Regions from separate parts of the Mus musculus genome. Here regions 1 and 3 are each linked to region 2. The links are chromatin contacts, called in public Hi-C and Micro-C maps. All regions are on one chromosome and are shown on one strand. Each heading gives the region's core, a stretch centred on a gene start, on an enhancer-like site or on the middle of the called end of the contact. The rest is flanking DNA. Distances are from core to core; before and after follow the strand shown.

Region 1 (2,706 bases), core at 49-2,548, 150 kb after region 2:
TTCTCATCAGCTCTCCATTGCAGTGAGCCCTGGCCCAGTCAGTTTGTAGTCCTGGGACCTCATCCCCAAATCCTCAGCACCTGAAATCTACGACTCTTTAGGACACATTTTACAAAGCCTAACTACTGGCAGTCCCTGTCCTGGGCAGTTTTATACATCTTACTTCACTTTCGTGACTTCCTTACGAGGCACAGAATAGCTTATGCGACTCCGATTTACAGAGCCTCACAGTCTTGGAAGGTGCGTGCGGTGACTTTCAAAGGGACTACAGTTACCACAGGCAGTCCCGGAATTAGAACCTCTGAAGTCCCAGACATGCTGTGGTACCGCTCAGTTCCTGCCTGTGCTAGCTCTCCTTCTGCGGGGTAGCTGTTACTCCCCATACACCCACAAGTAAACACATTTCTTCGCTGAACTACAGCTGAGGCTGTTTCCTCTTGGCCTCTCTCTCCACTGCACTGTTTGAGCCTCGTGGTACCCAGCATCTCTGAGCCATGTCTGAGCTTGGAGGCTCCTGTTCCTCATCGCTTCTTGGCTGGTTGGCATGAGCCTAGCCCTTCCCTTCTTTTCATCATACCCCAGTAGGGATCTACTTTGTAGTTTCAACTTAACTTCGGCTAGTCTTTTCAGTCATTATGTTTTAGCTAAACACAATGATCCAAGACAACTAACATTTTACTTTGTTGAAAGTACACGATAATTCAATGTCTACACCACCATATTCCTTTGACTTGGAGTAACGGAAGACATTTTATAGTTGGGAAACACCACCACTGCACTAAGAGCAGCACAAATGTCATAAGGGTGTGAATGCTGATGTTTGGCTGTGCAGAGGGGACGGTTGGCATTTTAGGTGTTGGGTGCAAAAGACATTCTCTGTGACAGACGAAGAGTTGATGGCTGGGTAGGGAGGAGGCTGGTGCCTAAGATGACAAGCTCAACGGAAAAACATGCAAAGCCGAGGACACAGGTATTTTTGGTTGCATCCCGCAGCGGAGCTTTAGCGTCTGATCTTCCATCGCCGCAGGGCGAACAGGTGATCGGCTGTGAGTGCATGGATGTGTTTAGCATGTGTGCAGCTGTGACTGGCTGCCTTAGAAGACAGATGCTCTTCTTATACATTCTTCACTGGGAAACAGGAAGCTCCCACAGAGGTGGTCAGGACCCTGCAGTGATGTGACAGGATGTCTGATTTACAGTCGCTTCACTGTAAGACAGAACCAGGCAGTGTGAGGATGGAGCAGCTGCTATAGGGACTGGCAGCAGACTGTGTGTGGGTGTGTGCGTGCATATCTATGCAAGAGAGAGGTGGGGGGACTGCGTACACTAGGTATCTCAGGTCCAGACAACCAACTGTTACTTGGAGTGATGTCATAAAACCATCCAAATGTAAGTTCTAAATCTCATAGCTTGCTGCTTCTACCCAAGAGCAGGAAAATGGCTTGCGAATTACAGTTCATGATAGAACATGACACTTTTGGATTTATAAAGGCCATTTTCAAATATTCCGTTTTGTCTTTCAGGCACACAGGATGCTGTGTGTATGTATAACAAACCATGAACTTGGCTGTGGTCTGACTACTTCTGCCTGGTGGAAAGCAAGCCGAGGTCACGGGCACTCCTTCCAGGAAGAGTGTTAACAGCCGGTCTGTAATTTGTGGCTCTTCTCTGGAGCTGCAGCAATGGAGCTGCAGCAATTTCAGATGCCCTGCCCTGCCTGAGTGCTTGAGTCCAGGGAGAGACTATGGTGAGCAGAGCCCTCTGCTGGCTGGAGTCAAGAATGCAGTGAGTGAGGCCTGACAGGTTTCTTAAGGCTCTTTATGGAAGAGCTGTGTCACTGAAGCAAAAGTTAGTCTCTAGTGACAACAATGGGGTGACAGCACAATTCAAGAAAATATGAATAGCTGGGAGCCTGGGGCTGAAGACAACACAAAAATAGTGGAAATGAATGGGAAGGACAATGGACTTTCTCTGGTCATACTCAGGTACAAGCTTGGACTTAAAAGGCATTCTGAGAAAGAGGCAGCAGTGTGCTGGGCTCCTTACACTCAGAACACACACCTGCTGTGTCACACTGGTGGACAGAACTGGTTAGGAGGGGGGGAGGAAGAGGAAGAAGAGGAGGAAGAGGAAGAGGAGGAAGAGGAGGAGGAGGAGGAAGAAGAGGAGGAAGAGGAGGAGGAGGTGGCAGCAATAGCCACAGGACAGTCATATACAATTGAGGCTGTCCTTTGCCTGTCTGTAGACTCTTCATCCATGTCAATCTTCTTTTACATAAAAAGTAGCATCTCTGAACTCAGCAAGCGCTGCCCAGGACTACAGCAACCCTGGTACTCACTGGTTCAGCCAGGTAAGGGCGACTGCAGCACATAGTGGACACACAGAGCCCAGGGACTTACAACAGAGCTGGGCTGAGTCAGATCAGTCAGCGGGCCACTGGAATGAAAAGCCCCTCCATGTGGCTATCAGGGATGAGTGAGCATTTACAGGGAAGTGGGCCTCCAGAGACGGTGCAGAGAGGTTTTGGCATGGACTCTGGGGACAAGTAGTTGAGGTCCTGCCTGAGCTTGGTAACATTGGCAAACTATCGTGTGCTTCTGTTTTCTCACGGAGGGTCGTGAGAGGGAGTGGCAGTAGCAGAATGACCTTAGTCAGTAGAGTGCAAGGTAAAAGCTCTTACCATGAGCCTTGTACACACTACTGCCA
Region 2 (2,804 bases), core at 108-2,607:
ACTCTTTCAGCTGCTTGTTGTATCTTCTGGAGTGAGGCCATGAAAGGTCCCTTTTTGTAAGTGCTCCATAGCTTCAGTAATAGTGTCAGGCCTTGGGACAGCCCCTTCAGCTTCAGTGTTTTAAAAGTGGTCAATACATCAGAAAGGCTTCCACAGCTGTTGCTGAAAGAGCTAAGATCGGGAATCTATTGGCTCTAAGTTCGTACACTGTTTTGTCCTTGGAGAAAGGATGAACAACTTGTCTTGAGGCACTCAGGGGGTATGAATTCCCTGAGCTATTTTGCACCCTAATGAAGAGCTAAGCACACCCACTGCCTCAGTCAGCCAGTGCCATCGGTAGTCAACGATTACAGAGTACAAAAGGTATTTTTTATACGGTTCCGGTGGTTGGGCAGGGTAAGTGTGAATTCATCACTTGTGCTAGAACTTCGAAAAAAAATATCACAAAGGTGCTTACACTGAATGGAAGTTTATTCTGGTTCAGCTGTGACTTCTAAAGACTTTTGTAATGGTTTTTTTAATGGATTTCTGTGTCAGCCTTAAAATGCATAGGAGGTGGGTTGTTTGTTTGTTTTTTCGAGACAGGGTTTCTCTGTGTAGCCCTGGCTGTCCTGGAACTCACTTTGTAGACCAAGCTGGCCTCGAACTCAGAAATCCACCTGCCTCTGCCTCCTGAGTGCTGGGATTAAAGGCGTGCACCACCACACTCGGCATGTTTTTCTTTTTCTTTTTTTTTTTTTTTTTTCGGTTGTTTGGTTTTGTCTTTGTGAACAGGTTTTCTCTGTGCAGCCGTGGTTGTCCTGGAACTTGCGGTGTAGACCAGGCTGGCCTTGAACTCTCCGAGGTTCAAAAGCCTCTTGCCTCCTGAGTGCTGGGATTAAAGGAGTGTGCGTGCCAAGTGCCACCACTGACCTGTTGGGGGTGTTTTTCTTTGGTTTCTTTTAAAGCAAATGTCAGCTCCAGCCGCTGTAGCAGCTGTGCTCAGGAATCCTCCAGATGCATTGTTGTCCACTCATGCTCCTGGCTTGGGCCATTCCATTCGCTCCAGGCCAGGAATATACCTGCTCCTTGGAGCCGGCTGTGATATTGAGAATCAACTTGGGAAATCCGCCCTGCGGTGGCCAAGCACAGCCGTCAGCGTGCTGAAGATGCCCTGATCCTTAGTTCTGACCGCAAAGTTCTGCTCCGGGCAAGCAAAGCTCGAGGGGACACGCGGCCGTCCTGATGTCCAAACTACGGGGTACTCCTTGCCAAGCCCAGGACCTAAACCCCAGGCCACAAGCTACACGGTGACCCAAAGCCTGGCAGGGCGGGCCATAGAAAGGCAACCAATAAAGGTGGAGCGCCACGAGCAGCCAGCCAATCCCAGAGAAGATTCGGGGCGGGGCCTACATATGCTATAGTCCCTGGCCTGACTATTGGCTGACAGGGTTGTTCAGGCCGTCTGGCCCCTTCCAGCTCTGGATCTGGAGGAAGAAGCCTGGGAGCTTCTGGAGTGCCCTTCTCTGGGCGCCAGGTCACCAAACCGAACCCAAAAGGCTCTCCCTACGCCTTGGTGCTGAGGATCTGGCGCTCACCGTGGGTCTTCTCGATTGCTCTGTACTTGTACGTCTCGGGACAGCTTTGAGTCCTGGCTTCCTTGCTTTCAGAGCTACCGTTTCTTTGTCCACAAAACTCCGGGCTCCACCCCCAACATCACATAAACTAGTGGTAGTGGTGCAAGCCTGTAACCCCAGCATTCAGTGGGCAGTGGCAGGGAGATCCTGGTTTAAAAGTTATCTTTGACTACATAGTTAGTTGAGACCAGCCAGCGATGCATTAAGTCCTGCCACAGAAAGATGAGTGTAAGCCTAGTTTTGATGGCTAAACCATCTATCTCTCCAGCCCCTCCCTCTCAACAGAGTTACCAAAGAAGACATCCAATGTCAACAACCTCTGGCTTCTATACACACATGCGCACACATCTGTGAACATGTGTACACACCACACACACAAGCTCTCTACCCTCTAAGCCCCCGCCCCGAAAAGGAGTAAAGCCAGAGATGAGAGGCATGTGATCATGAAATGAAGGAGAGATATGTCCCTTCTGTAGAAGTGACAGCATTGTGTCGTGATGTCGCTCCACGATTCGATCAGAGATAGTGTGTAAGCACTGTAAATCAGCCTGGGGGTAAACAGTGAAAACAGTGAACAGGGAAGACAGTAACAAGTTCAGCACATTGACCCTGGAGTGTGGGACCGCTGGCTTAGTGGACAGACATGAATATAAGAACCTTTTTAGGGATGTAAACCTATCACTCAACAAGAGATATTATGGGGCAATAGAGAGCTAGCTCAGTGGTTAAGAGCACTGATTGCTCACCTGGGCTCATCTCCCAGCATCCACTGGGCTGCTCACAACCATCAATAACTCTAGTTCTAAGATCTAATGTCCTCTACTGACCTCTTCTGGCATCAGGCACTCACAGAGTGTACAGACAGACATACATGGGGGCAAAACACTCACTCAGAAAAGGTAAATATTTGTTAAGAGGTATCATGGCGAAGGTCGGTGACACGGTGACACCCCCTGAGACTGACGAAGGGACGACAAAGTGGAGAACTGAAGATCAGTTTCTGAGGCAAAGGGGAAGAGCCTGGGAATCTCTCATCCGTAGAGGGAAGACCGGCACAGAGCGTGTTCCAGGAAGGAGTTCCTGTGCATTCATGGATGTGTAGAACAGCTTCTGGAACTTCTGCACCAACAGTGGAGGGCTAGGGTGACTGAGATGTGATGTAGTGTGGAGATATCAACTAGGCCACAG
Region 3 (2,860 bases), core at 29-2,528, 200 kb before region 2:
AGGGTTCCTTGTTCCCTGTTCAGTTTCAACGTCTACTAAAACCCAAGAAGAGACCCTTAAAACAGAAGCCCCTAAGCAAGCACAGCTTTGGACCCATAACTGAGGTTGTAACTGTTCCGAAGTGTGTTTTCTGAGCACAAAATTCACCTGGAGATCTTGTGAAAATGCAGGTGGGATTTGGTGTGTCTTGTGTAGATTCTGAAGTCCTGACAAACTCTGGAGTTGCTGATGCAGCAGACCCACGAGCCACTCTTCCTAGGCGCAGAGCCTTTGGACGAATTCCAAGTTCCACATTTGCCCCATAGCCGAGCAGCCTGGTCTCTGCTACTCTGAAATGCTTTGGTAATGGGCTTAATAACCGACCTTGCTAGTGACAGTAGTATTCTAAAACCAGCTGTTAGCGTTTGGCTTCACGTCTAGCCTCCGCTCCCCCAGCCCATTTTCCTCATGTGTAATCCTGAGTTGAGTGTATGATCATTTCCGCCTCAGTGTCTGCACTCATAAAATATTTACACTACTAATGACTAGGCCCAATGGCGTGTTTGGAGACTCGGGAGACATAACGGAAGGCGCATCAAAACAGATGATTGTTCACAGCAATCGATAACTCCAGTTCCAGGGCATCCAATACCCTTCCTGGCCTCCTCAGACAGTGCATACCTGTGATGCACTTACATGCACACAGGCAAACACATGCACATTTTAAAAACTGTGATCAATGCACAGCCCTGTCATTTTCATATGTTCATATGAATAACTTAATGGAACGAGGGAGGGGATATTTTCATATGAACAACCTAATGGAATGGTATGTGAAGTTCAGAGCAACCACCCAGGCATCACCCTGCTGTCTGGCAGGCTTGGGGGAGCCGGGTTGCTTTATAGTGAGGTAGAGAGAATAATATCCCCATAGCCAACACCAAAGATGCATGTGCTAATTCCTCGCATCTGTGAATGTGACAAAAGGTCCCTGGCAGATAGGATTCTATAAAAGGCCCTAGATGGGGAGATTGGCCTGGGTAACGCAGTCAAACCCATCGCAGTCACTAAGTCTCTATTAGAGCGAAGCATGGTGTGAGGTGTGTGTAGTAACAAAAGGGAACGGCTGGAATGGTGTGGAGAAGAGACCACAGCCAAGGAATGCCTACTGCTTCTAGAATCTGACAATGGCAAGGTAACAGAGTCTCCCCAGGAGCCACAGGAAGAATGCAGGCCCATAAACATCTGGATTTGGGCCATCTGAATTCCAGAACAGCAAGAGGACAAACATGTTGTTAAAAGTGCTATGGTGATGACGTCTTCCAGTAGCCAGAGTGAAGGGACAGTGGGGGATTCTGGTGTTGAGAGCCAGTTGGCTTCGAGGAGATCAGGGTGGCTCTCTGAGTACGGTGCTGATATAGATCTTCACTGAAAGAATGTGGGCTCTGGGTTACAATGACCTCCCTTAGGCTCCTAGGTAATGAAGCGATGTCACATTTCTGACGGACTAAGAGTCAGCCACGTATTCTGGAAGGGTAGGTCTCAGCCTGTTACAACATCAACGTTGCAGCTTACTGCTTACGGAGACACCTTTAGGCCAAACTCAAGTGTATACAAAGGCAGCTGTAAGGGAAACAATTCAGCTCCCTGGGAAGCAACCCTGACACAGGGAACCAGAAGGGCTCTGGTCACTGAAAGAAACCAACCAACTGGCAGCCGTTATGAAAACACAGCTCTTGACAGTGTGGTCCTGCACTTCTACATTTTGTTGCTCTTGGAAACAGCAGTAATTGCAAACCACGAACAAGACCAATGGGCCTTAGCCTAGGAGCAAAAAGATGCCAGAATAAACCACATCGGCCCACTCAGCCTGAGCAGCTTGCAGCTGTGCTCCGGCTGGCATCGAGGTGGTCCTCCCACAGAGTGCTTAGATGGAGTAAAGGGAAGATGAAGGGAGCAGAAATAATCTTAGCTTAGATAGCATTTAAGAACTCTGATCTACATCAGTGTGCATGTTTTTTAAAGGAGGGGTGGAGGCTTTGATCTCTGAAAATAGCTCATTAAGACTGAGTCATGGAAGCAACAAGAAGATGGCTGGGTACAACCATCCACTTGTACACTCAGTATTCGCTTCCTCCTGGCTCTTGTACATTTTTCTGTTTTCCTCACCACTCAGGTTTAGGAAGTTCTACCCCTTATAAAACAATCATAATAATAATACTTCCCTAATATGTAACAAATACTTAAAATATCCAGCATCCATCACTAACTTGTTACACACACACACACACACACACACACACACACACACACACACACACACACATGCACACAAACCTTACCTCTATATGACCCTTAGCAAAACACTGCCTTCCATGGAAAATCAGCTCTTCATCTGAAGCCAGGAGGGCATGTTCGAGAATATGCGTGAACCTCTGGGAGTCACGGTGGGTCATAGAAACAGGGACAAAAAGCTTCGTCAGAGAACACATCAAACTGTACTACGGATTGTTTAGAGATTCCTTCAAACAGGATAGTGAAATCAAAAGTTTTGAGCTGGAGAGATGGTTCAAAAGGAGCACTGGCTGCTCTTTCCAGAGGTCCTAAGTTCAATTCCCAGCAACCACATGGTGGCTCGGAACCATCTATAATGTGATCTGGTGCCCTCTTCTGGTGTGCAGGCATACATTCAGGCAGAACACTGTATACATAGCAAATAAATAATCTTAAAAAAAAAAATCAAAGGTTTCATTAGCACAGATGTTGAGACAGCGGTCAACTCCAGGGTGAAGGGATGGTGTTGTCATCAGGGACCACACTGAAAACTTCTGGGCTTTGGGTAGGGATGATTTCCTGGCCTCCGTTGTAGATAACTACATGC

What was found. A called contact is a pair of places that touch in the nucleus more often than the background predicts.
Region 1: a Hi-C map of Th1 cells shows a contact between it and region 2, with 4 times the contacts expected there. The contact joins two enhancer-like sites. A contact is called at or near these places in 3 of 15 datasets of contacts at CTCF or cohesin (embryonic stem cells and pro-B cells), 37 of 484 Hi-C or Micro-C datasets (CD4 T cells, CD8 T cells, the CH12 cell line and 13 more), 15 of 115 datasets of contacts at active chromatin or transcription factors (the SCID.adh cell line, bone marrow-derived macrophages, double positive thymocytes and 7 more) and 1 of 9 other capture datasets (embryonic stem cells).
Region 3: a Micro-C map of trophoblast stem cells shows a contact between it and region 2, with 2.4 times the contacts expected there. The contact joins two enhancer-like sites. A contact is called at or near these places in 2 of 15 datasets of contacts at CTCF or cohesin (large pre-B cells and pro-B cells), 3 of 484 Hi-C or Micro-C datasets (embryonic stem cells, liver and trophoblast stem cells) and 2 of 115 datasets of contacts at active chromatin or transcription factors (both in embryonic stem cells).

Annotation. Positions count from the first base shown.
Region 1 is chr5:74,276,188-74,278,893 of GRCm38.p6, forward strand. All of the region lies in intron 5 of Scfd2 (Sec1 family domain containing 2), which reads right to left. Among named protein-coding and RNA genes, the nearest start is that of Gm32064, 39 kb to the right of the region's middle. Within about 2 kb of position 1,299, at least 58 of the 459 cell types and tissues checked have an H3K27ac peak or open chromatin away from gene starts, as enhancers often do. A contact at or near this core is called in Th1 cells, cerebral cortex and regulatory T cells, where this site is marked.
Region 2 is chr5:74,125,299-74,128,102 of GRCm38.p6, forward strand. No RefSeq gene overlaps it. Among named protein-coding and RNA genes, the nearest start is that of Snora26, 33 kb to the left of the region's middle. Within about 2 kb of position 1,358, at least 227 of the 459 cell types and tissues checked have an H3K27ac peak or open chromatin away from gene starts, as enhancers often do. A contact at or near this core is called in Th1 cells, cerebral cortex, regulatory T cells and 1 more, where this site is marked.
Region 3 is chr5:73,928,578-73,931,437 of GRCm38.p6, forward strand. No RefSeq gene overlaps it. Among named protein-coding and RNA genes, the nearest start is that of 1700019F05Rik, 17 kb to the left of the region's middle. Within about 2 kb of position 1,279, at least 33 of the 459 cell types and tissues checked have an H3K27ac peak or open chromatin away from gene starts, as enhancers often do. A contact at or near this core is called in trophoblast stem cells, where this site is marked.